Regions from separate parts of the Mus musculus genome. Here region 1 is linked to region 2. Evidence: chromatin contacts called from public promoter capture Hi-C data. All regions are on one chromosome and are shown on one strand. Each heading gives the region's core, a stretch centred on a gene start, on an enhancer-like site or on the middle of the called end of the contact. The rest is flanking DNA. Distances are from core to core; before and after follow the strand shown. Region 1 holds the start of Usp32 (ubiquitin specific peptidase 32). Region 2 holds the start of Dhrs11 (dehydrogenase/reductase (SDR family) member 11).

Region 1 (5,227 bases), core at 2,706-5,205, 310 kb after region 2:
CCAGTAACGGGAGGTGGTAAACTGAGACTTTTGATAACTGACCTAATCACTGAGCCCCACACTGGTGAAAGGCACCTGAGTAAGATTCACACCTGAACTTGTCCTTAGCCTACCCATCCAAGTTCAGGTACACACACACACACACACACACACACGGGGGGGGGGGGGGGGGGGCAGGGGTGGAGGGGACAGAAGGAGGGGTGGGAGGGACTGGAAACTACAACCCAGACCTGTTGGTAAACACCTGTAATCCCAGCACTAACAGGTAGAGGCAGGCAGATCTATGTAAATTCAACACTATCCTGGTGTGTATAGTGAGTTCTAGGAGGAGAAAGTCTACATAGTTAGATCTTGTCTAAAACAATACACATACATAAAACACACACAAGTTATAAACTGATGTAACATGGTAAAATAGACATGTCAAGCAAAGCTTTTAAAATTCTCAGTATCCATGCAAACAGGCATGCTTCCTTAGATAACACATGCATTCTCTAAGAGAGGGGGAGAGACAAAACACCAAACAATGCTCATAAGATAAAAATAAGTAATTTAATGAAAAAAAAAATCAAGCTAGGTTAGTGAAACGGATCAGAGGATAAAGGTGATCACTGTCAAACCTGCTAACTTCAGTTCACTCCCTGGGATCCAGGGATCCACATGGTACAGTGAGACAATTGACTCCTGAGTCCCAATTGTCCTGTGACCTCCATAAATACACTATGGCAAGTAAACACATACAAATAAATATAATACAAACATTTTAATAAGTTAAGCCTCTTATATGCTACTCAAGATATTTATGATATCAGCCAAAAAAAATCTTCTAAAATTTGTCTAACACTATATACTTTCAGAAAAGTAAAAGTTGAAATAATTGGCAATCTGGCAAAATAGGATATAAACCCAAAATTCATCCTGATTTCTAGAGCCTCAAACAGACTAGACTGGCCTCTCACTCAAGTCCAGTGTCATCTGTCACTAACACTGTAGTCAAGGCCCCACTTTACTAGACAAACTGCCTGATATTTCTTGTTTGCATTAATGCATCAGATTTCTTTTTAATGTTGTGTAATTATGAACAGGTAGTAGGCAATGCTCATTTAAATTAAAGCCAAAGGGTCAAATAGTTCTATGAGGCTTGTTCTATACTTGTCAAATCCTATTTGCCCCAACTCACCTTATCCAATGTAAACAGATAAACAAAACTGATGCAGGTATTAGTACCTATTTATTCAGGCACCCCCAAAAGGTTCTCAAACCATTCAGCAAAAGCTTACAAAATCTTTCTGTAGTTAAAGTCTGACATCTAATTTGCCTGTTTTAAACATACCCCAGCCTACACTTAGAAACTACTTTATCACCTTGCTCCTCTTTGGTTTAATTTCCCTGCAGCAAAACTGACAAAAACAGAGGCAGGCGGATCTCTGAGTTCAAGGCCAGCCTGGTCTACAGAGTGAGTTCCAGGACAGCCAGGGCTACACAGAGAAACCCTGTCTCGAAAAAACAACAACAACAAAAAAAACCTGACAAAAACAAACCCATTCAAACAACTAAGACTTTAATTCATACCTTGATACTTCTTCAAATATGCATTTTAAAATTTCACGGGCACATTTCATAACACGTTAAACAAAAACCTTTCACCAGATCATTTTTAAATGTATTGATTCCATTTATATTTTAAAATGTACAGTCTTGCAAGGCATGGTGCTGAATGCTTTTTATCCTGCACTTGGGAGGAAGAGGCAGGTGAATCTCTGAGTTTAAGGCCAGCATGATCTACAAAATGATGTTCAGACAGTCAGGCCTACATAGAGAAACCCTGTCTCAAAAAAACAAAATACACAATCTTAATTTGATATAAAGTAAATCAACAAGAGCTGGAATAAAAGTTTAATTTTAGAATTTCTTAACGCCAGGTATATCACTGGTATTCACACCCTTAAACTTAAGGAACACTTCTGAACAGCTGTAAATCATTTGACTGTGCCCTATTTCATGCCATGTAAGCCATAGACTAATTGCCCCCAGACCTGTCAAGCTCAACAGAATTCAGGAAGTGACTGGTCTACTAGGGTTGGAAATAAATCAAGAATTTGGAATATTTCTCATACTGAAACAGAGAGAAAAAGTTCAAGTAAGATTGTACTTAAGAATAATCATCATGCAGCCGGGCGGTGGAGGTGCACGCCTTTAATCCCAGCACTTGGGGGGGCAGAGGCAGGTGGATTTCTGAGTTCGAGGCCAGCCTGGTCTACAAAGTGAGTTCCAGGACAGCCAGGGCTACACAGAGAAACCCTGTCTCGAAAAAACAAAACAAAACAAAACAAAAAAAAAAAAGAATAATCATCATGCAGATATGGTAAGGAAGAACCACTAAAAGGTGTATTTTCGCTATTCTGCTCAGCCCCAAAATTGATGCAGCTACAATTCTGTATCTTATTTTCTGTTTATTAGGTTGTGGGTCCAATGAACTTATTTCTCTTTGTATATGAACTAGATCTCATTTCTAAATCCTCACTTTAAAATGTCTTTTTCATCATATTTTAAGTTTCTATCCCAAGCTACTAAAAACACCTGGCGCATGACTGAATTTACTTATTTATTTATTTATTTATTTATTTTGGTCTTAGAAATCTGTTAACAATAATGTCTGGCCACTAATCTGCTTAATGTTTTTCACTTCTTACCAAGAAAATCCATTAAACATCAAAGAGAACTACAAGCACCACACAGACACACTCTCAAATCTCAGTCATGAAAAATTAAGTCACATTCCGGCCATAAACTGTGCAAGACACTTCCAGTTAGCACGAGCTTTACACTGACAATCGTATCAGAGTAAGTGGTAGGGGGTTGGGGGCTATTAACAACACAGTGTGAATCAGAGCCAAGAGCAGCAGCCGTTGACAGCAAGGCCAGTCTCTGAAGGGAGCTGTAATACAGTATCACAATGCTGGGTTTCCGAATGCCATTTTAAGGGAGCGAGGGGGTAAGAACTGGGAATCAAGTGTACTAAAACCGTCTGATCAATGTCCGAGGAGAGGAAACCTAAGACAAGGTCTTATGAACATCAGCTGTCTAATCTGTTCTCACCTTAAACACAACTTCACTTTCAGGTCGTTCTTAATCAAAGTCAACCGCTCAAAGGGTGAAGGATGGCAGGAGTAAATGGAAGGATAGTCATCGCCCTCAACAGAGAGGCAAAGACCCTGGGAAAACCAGAGGCTCCCTAATAGAAAAGGACTTCCAGGAGCAAAACAGAACGCCCTGTCTTCTCCTCCAGCCAATGCTGTTAGAAACCAGATTAGGATGTTGTCGGAGGCTTTTTTTTTTTTTTTTAAATGAAAGAGTGATATGAGAAAATGGCACTGAAGGATGAGGGGGCCTGGAAGGGTTGAGCCACCCAAGAACCGATGGTCAGGGCTTCCCTGCACCTAAACAAGATAACAACGCCAACCGAGTGCACCGGCAATGGCCAGCCAGCGCCCGGTACCCCCGTCACTGCCAAAGCTTCGCCCCCTCCCCTAGTGCCCCAATTCCCACACCCCGCTTCCCCTTCCACCTCCCTGCCCTCGATATTCCCACGGCTGGCCTCCCGGGTCCTTCGCCAGGCACCCCACGCCCCAGCCTCCTCTCCCTCCGGCCACCCACCCCTGGGCGCTCCGCGCTGGCCTCCCCGCAGCTCACTCGACCCCTCCCCCTCACCTCTCCTCAGCGCCTCCTCGTAGCTGAGGAATCCGATCCGTGACTCCTTGGCGCCCATGCTCCCCTCATCCCCTCGGCCGGGGGTCGGAGCCTGCTTTCGCCCCCACCCCCCTCCCGCCTCCTTCGCGGCGTCGCCGGCTGACGGTGTCGGCGTCCCCGGCCCCCTCCTCCCCCAACACTAACAAGTGCGGCTTCTGCCCCAGCGACTCCTCCCGGCCGCCGCCGCCGCCTCCATGCCGAGTCACGTGACCCGCTCCCACCCCGCCCCCTTCCCCTCCCTCCTACTCCGCCCTTCTCCTCTCTCTCCTCCCTTCGCGTCTCGCCTCACTCCTCCTCTCCTCCCTTCCGCCCCCACCCCGCCCTCCCGCCAGCACCGCCGCGGGTCACCTGACCCAAGGCCCGGGACGGTTCCGGGTAATGGCCGCCGGGGGGCCACGCTCCGCCCCACCCCACGCTAAGAGCGCGCAGGGGGGGCGGGGCGGCCTCGCCACACGTAGCACGTCATCCCTATCTTCCTGCCAATCCTAGGCCTCGAATCCCGCCGCGGCGCTCAGCTGGCCAAGAGGGCAGTGACTTCCGGGGCGCCCGAGGACGGGTCTTCCCGCCCCCCACGTTCTGGCGTTCGACGGGCGGGGCCGGAGCGATGACGGTTGGTGCTGCGGTGGCCGCGACCCACCTTGGAAGACTAGGGGAATGTTAGGGAGCAGGGGGGGTCTGAGGAAAGCGGTGCGGGCGACAAAAGGAGCGGGCAGGCGGGGGACCCCTAACGTTCGGGGGATGTTGGCAGAAGTGGAAGATGAGACTCACGGCTTCTCTGAGAAGATACCTCTTTTTCCTTCTAGAGATGGAGCCTCAGGACAGGGCAGTGGACCTTGTCGCAGTATTTTACTTTCTACGCCTTCCCATTCTCCAAACGCGGCTGCCTTAGCTTTTCTTTCAGAGGCCCAAGCCACTATGTTGGTCCATTTTTCCCTCTGAACCTGTTGCCTCCCTCCCCCAATTTTTTTAAGCCGCATTAGATGTTTTGTTTTGGGTGTTTGTTTCTGACGCAGGGTTCTGCTTTGTAACCCAGGCTGTCCTCGAACTTGTAGATTCGCGTGCCTCAGTTTCCCATGTACTGGTTCTACAAGAAACACCACACCCAGCCCTGCCACCTTCATGCTTCAACCAAACACTTGCCCTCTAAAAATGAGACAGTTCAAAACTGAGTAGCTTGCTTTAAAATACATATATTTTATGTATAATACATATGTATATAGTGTGTGTGTGTGAATTTAGTAGCATTAACATTTACATCGTTATTCAGTCTTAGTTTATCTTCAGGACTACTTGATCTAGTAGAGAACTGAAACTTTCAACAGTAATGTTGGTTCATCAAGGCAACTACATTTCTCCTGTGACTGGCTTATTTCACTTAACATGGCTCATTGTGTTGTAGCATATCAGGCATGTGGTTCAGCAATTCCACTTCTCAGTATATAGTCCCGAAGTATGTCTTTAAAGGGATGTGTGAACA
Region 2 (4,869 bases), core at 1,313-3,812:
CCCCAGTGAAGCTAGAAATAAAAGGCTCAATCAGGTGACCAAATAAATTCTTTCCTGCTCTTTTTTTTTTTTGAGATGGAGTCTCTCTATGTAGTTCTGGATGTCCTAGAACTAGATAGGTGGCTGTTGTAACTTTCTGTGAGTTAAGAAATGGTATGCCCCAGATGGTTAAGAGCACTGATTGCTGTTCCAGAGGTCCTGAGTTCAACTCCCAGCAACCACCTGGTGGCTCACAACCATCTGTCATGGGATCTGATACACTCTCCTGGTGTGCGTCAGAAGTCAGCTACAGTGTACTCGTACAACTAATAATAAATAAATAATTTTTTAAAAAATAGTGCCCCTCTGGGACTCAGAAGCCCCCTTCCACCTGACTTTACTGTCCATGTCTACCTCACAGAATAGGATTTCTCCCAGTAGAATACCAGAACCCAAACTTAGTTTTAATATCAGCAAATTCATCAATGAATAAAAACAGATAGTAAGCAAGAACCCAGAAAAGGAATTCATCTCCCTCCAGACTAAAAGTCCTCAGCAGCAAAGCTATGTGTTTATGTGTATACTTATCTATTTGTATGTGTATGTCTCTGTGTCTATGTGTTTGTATCTGTGTGTGTGTCTGTGTATATATGTGTGTGTCTGTGTGTATGTCTGTGTGTGTGTGTCTATGTGTGTATGTATGTCTATGTGTCTGTATGTGTATATGTCTGTCTATGTGCGTATGTCTGTGTGTGTGTTTGTGCATCTGCGTGTGTTTCTATGTATACGTGTGTCTCTGTGTGTATGTCTGTGTGTCTATGTGTATGTATGTCTGTGTGTGTGTGTGTGTGTATGTGTAGAACATTATCCATCTCTCTGTCATTGTCCCTCCTTGCTTCACTTCTGCCATCTCCATCTGATCTCCAAAATGACCTGAAATCAGGGCTGTCCCCACACAGCAAAGAGGTTCTCTCTTAATGACATGCAGCCACCCTAGGGTTGACTGATCTGCTTGGAGATTCCCTTAGGATTCGGGGAATCCCTTTGCTGGCTAGTTTAGGGTAGAGAAGTGGAAAAGAAGGCAAGACTGGCTTCAGAATTAGGGAATCAAAACTAAAACAAACAAACAAAAAAAACCTAGGGAATCCAGTTGTCCAATCCTGGCCTTAATCCTCTCAGCTCCAAAGATGGGGCTGGGCCCTGTGCTTCTCCAGGGAAGGAGAAGGGTGAAGTGAGGCAATGGTGGAGGCAGGTGACCTTGGGATTATCTGAGAGGCTATAAAGTGTACCTTTGGCCAGTAGCTGGGGAGGGGACAGTCCTCCTTCCTGCAACAACTTCTCCCTTTGCCTCCACCCAAGGCCTCCTTACCCTTTTCTGTCAGAGGACTTTGAGCCATGGTGAAGATAGAGCCCTGCAGGTGGTCCTGCCAGGGCAAATAATGGGAATTTCTCTTGTCTTCTCCCAAATGGCATCTCCTCCCTATCTTTTCTGATCTGATGCTGCTCATAACTCCAGGAACCCCCAAAAGAATGTTAAGAGAAAAACTAGGGAGTTCTGGATCCGTAACATTTTATTTTCTCAAGACTTACAGGTTTAATGCCCTATTTCACCTACTCAGTCCCACCTAGGAAAATGAATCAGAAAAGAGAGAGAGAGAGAGAGAGAGAGAGAGAGAGAGAGAGAGAGAGAGAGAGAGAAAGAGATCTACAAGTAAATATTCCATTCACTCTTTAGGCTCATGGCATGTGAGTTGAGCTCAGATTTGAATTAAAAGGAGAGCTAGCTTCCACCCTAACCTCACCCTCAGTCATGGGTCAAACACTAGCTTCTTGTTCATTGGTTGGCCAGCACTTTACTCGGTGTGGCTTGGGTGAGGTTTGGGGACAAGATGAAACTAACCTAGTCACTTAGACTAGCCAGTTTTTTTTTTTTTTTCTTTTCTTTTTTTCCCCCTTCTCCCTGGCTGCCTAGCTAGCCCTTGACCTCTGGCTTCCTCTTTCACCTGCCAGTATAGGGGGCACAAGATGGCAGGGGTAAGGGAAGAGAATACCAGGGGTCAGGATTTGGTACTCTGCTGCGACACGAACTATCAGGAGTGAATGGCTCTTATAAAAATAGAACTTAGAGAGAACTTAGGTCCTCTCGCTACTAAACAGCACTCCTGCTCTCAAGGCCGTTGCAAATGGCCCTAGGGTAGTAGGCTCAAAAAGAGCAGGGTCTCTGGCTCCGGCCACGGCAACTCTCCCTCCCCTCACTCAAAGCCCTGCCCCATGGAAACGACGTACTCCCCCCTCCCCCAAGAGCGTCCCCGCTGCCTGGCGGAGCCTTACCTCGATGTTGCCAACGGTGCGGGCACAACCCACAACCTTCAGTCCCTGCTGGACTAATGCCCGGGCCACGGCCGCACCGATGCCCCCCGAGGCTCCCGTCACCAGTGCCAGCCGGTCGCGCCACCGCTCCATGCCAGCTCTAGTCATGGTCCCGAGCCGTCTGCCCACCTCGTTCGGCGAACCAGGCACTGGGAGCGGGGAGCTTAGTCTGGGGTTACTGAAGATCGGTGGCTCCCTGGTCACTGCAGTGGGGGACGCCGGCAACTTGGAGTTGCGCCTAGACCCACCCACTATTGGCCCGGCCTCCGGCCCGGGCTCCGCCCTCGGGACCTCCGCATTGGGCCACATGGCGTCCGAGTGGCCACCTTTTCCGGACACGCCCACGCCCGCGCACGAGCCCGTCCTTCCCGCGACAGGCGGAAACCGCACAGCCTTGAGGATAGGGGCCCACCGCGGAAGTGGGGCCTGACAGCCGGTGGAGTTGCTTTTACCGTGAGCGCTTCCCTTTGCGGTGGAGAGCCTCCATCTGCGAGGAAGAGGACGCACGCTCGCACGCACTCAAGGCCTCCTTTGCTCAATCAGCCCTACTTCCAAAGGCCTGAGGACAGGATGGGGGATCTAAAGGTTACTCCAGTGCCCTCCCAAACCACTGGTGACTGACAGTAAGGATTCAATCCAAAAAGCTTAAGGGCCTCTGCCATCAAGGCCAGTTGACCTGAGGAAGGGTTATTGTTCACTGTACCTGATCCTTTGGCTTCACTGGCCAAGTAAATGGTTAAAATACCCAAGTACTCTACACCTAAATGGCACCACGTCTTCAACCGTCCTTGACATCAACCACTCCCAGTCCTACAACGGCGCAAATGTTACACGATGTACATCAATAGTCACCCGCAGAAGCTGACAACTTGAATATCACGTGGTAGCCATAACTTTAAACAGCATGCATAATATACCCTTATAAGATTTTTGAGCCGGGCGTGGTGGCTCATGCCTTTAATCCCAGCACTCGGGAGGCAGAGGCAGGTGGATTTCTCAGTTTGAGGCCAGCCTGGTCTACAGAGTGAGTTCCAGGACAGCCAGGGCTATACAGGGAAACCCTGTCTCGAAAAAAACAACAAAAACAATATTTTTGTTTTTCTTTTGTGCAGGAGCCAACAGAGCTCTACCACAAGGCATGGTGGCACAAGCCGGTAAGGGGACATAAGAGACAGGTCCACGAGTTCAAGGCCATCCTTTAGTAGAGAGTGAATTCCAGGCCAACTGAAACATGAGCCCCTTTCTCAAACACAGTAAGTATACTGGCACATTAAGTGTGAAAAACAACAAAACAAAACAAAACAAAACAAAACAAACAAAAAAAAGAGAAGTGTGATGAAGGCTAGAGAGATGGCTCAGCAGTTAAGAGCACTAGCTGCTCTTCCAGAGGTCCCGAGTTCAATTCCCAGCAAGCACATGGTGGTGGCTCACAACTATCGAAAAAGGTCCGATGCCCTCTTCTGGTGTGTCTGAAGACACCAACAGTGTACCCATACATGCCTGATAATGCCAGCTGGTGGTACATGCCTTTGATTCAGCACTCAGCAGGCAGATCTCTTGAGTTTGTTGCCAGCCTGGTGTACAGTGAGTTCCAGGTCAACCCGGGCTACAGAGAAACCCTGTCTCAAACAAAACAAAACAACAACAACAAAAAATAAAAATAAAAAACCAACAAACTGTTTGATGTCTACCTTCTTCAGATAGCCATCCTTTATGATTTCTGGACATGGATAAGAAGCTCAAAGACCAGGCGCGTGCGTGCCTACCACAGTCACACAACCCATGCTGATGCAGTCCTAGGAGGCTGAGGCAGAATTGTAAACTTGAGGTTAGTGTGAACTAGTGAGACCCTGAGTTTAAAAGAAAAAAAATAAATTCACTTGGGGCCAGAGATGACTCAAGAGGCTAAAAACACTGCCTGTCCTTCTAGAGGACCCTGGTTCAATTCCCAGCACTCACCTAGCAGCTTACAAAGGTCTGCAGCTCCAGCTCTAAGTGATCTAATATCCTCACACAATTACACAGGCAATCAAGAATACCAATGCATTTTTAAAATAGGAATAAAATTTTTTCACTCACTAAGCACCCATCTGGCTATCCTTCATATGGCTGGAAGGGCAATATTAAAACTATTGCTTTTGCAGATCTTATGTAGCCAGGAGTGTAGTTCAGCTGGCAGAGTAAATGCCTAATAAAAAAAGAAAAAAAAAAAATGCCTAGCTGAGAGTATCTTTCCAAAGTTGTTTTGATGTTGCTCAGTGATCTACAATCCATTTTAAAGACAATTCCAAAGCTTGATTAAAGAAATGCCATCAACTAACTACCTATGGTGTGGTGACTCACACCTGTAAACACACCATACATTCATGAGGCTGAGGTAAGAGGATCATCTTCAGTTGAAGGCCAGTCTGAGGGGCAATGAGGCCTTACCGACAAAGGATGCCAATGATGAAAACGGAACTTAAGCATCACTGCTGCCCATCTGGAATCTAATGGACAGGGAGCCCCTACAATTCACTC

Evidence for each region. Promoter capture Hi-C pulls out the DNA fragments that hold promoters and counts their contacts.
Region 1: a contact with region 2 is called in a promoter capture Hi-C map of pre-B cells, with 4 times the contacts expected there. The contact joins the promoter of Usp32 here to the promoter of Dhrs11 in region 2. A contact is called at or near these places in 17 of 39 promoter capture datasets (the 3T3-L1 cell line, 3T3-L1-derived adipocytes, the C10 cell line and 11 more), 1 of 15 datasets of contacts at CTCF or cohesin (the NIH/3T3 cell line), 13 of 484 Hi-C or Micro-C datasets (CD4 T cells, CD8 T cells, the HL-1 cell line and 6 more), 4 of 115 datasets of contacts at active chromatin or transcription factors (effector CD8 T cells, embryonic stem cells, fetal liver and 1 more) and 3 of 9 other capture datasets (adipose tissue, liver and pancreatic islet).

Annotation. Positions count from the first base shown.
Region 1 is chr11:85,136,000-85,141,226 of GRCm38.p6, forward strand. Usp32 (ubiquitin specific peptidase 32) reads right to left here and starts at 3,956. Exons shown (of 34, transcript NM_001029934.1): 1 at 3,712-3,956. The coding sequence starts at 3,769. It also overlaps a transcript of 1700125H20Rik not described here.
Region 2 is chr11:84,826,441-84,831,309 of GRCm38.p6, forward strand. Dhrs11 (dehydrogenase/reductase (SDR family) member 11) reads right to left here and starts at 2,563. Exons shown (of 7, transcript NM_177564.5): 1 at 2,311-2,563. The coding sequence starts at 2,457. It overlaps 4930502E09Rik (RIKEN cDNA 4930502E09 gene), which reads left to right and starts at 2,738. Exons shown (of 3, transcript NR_046281.1): 1 at 2,738-2,972; 2 at 3,462-3,602; 3 at 4,050-4,428.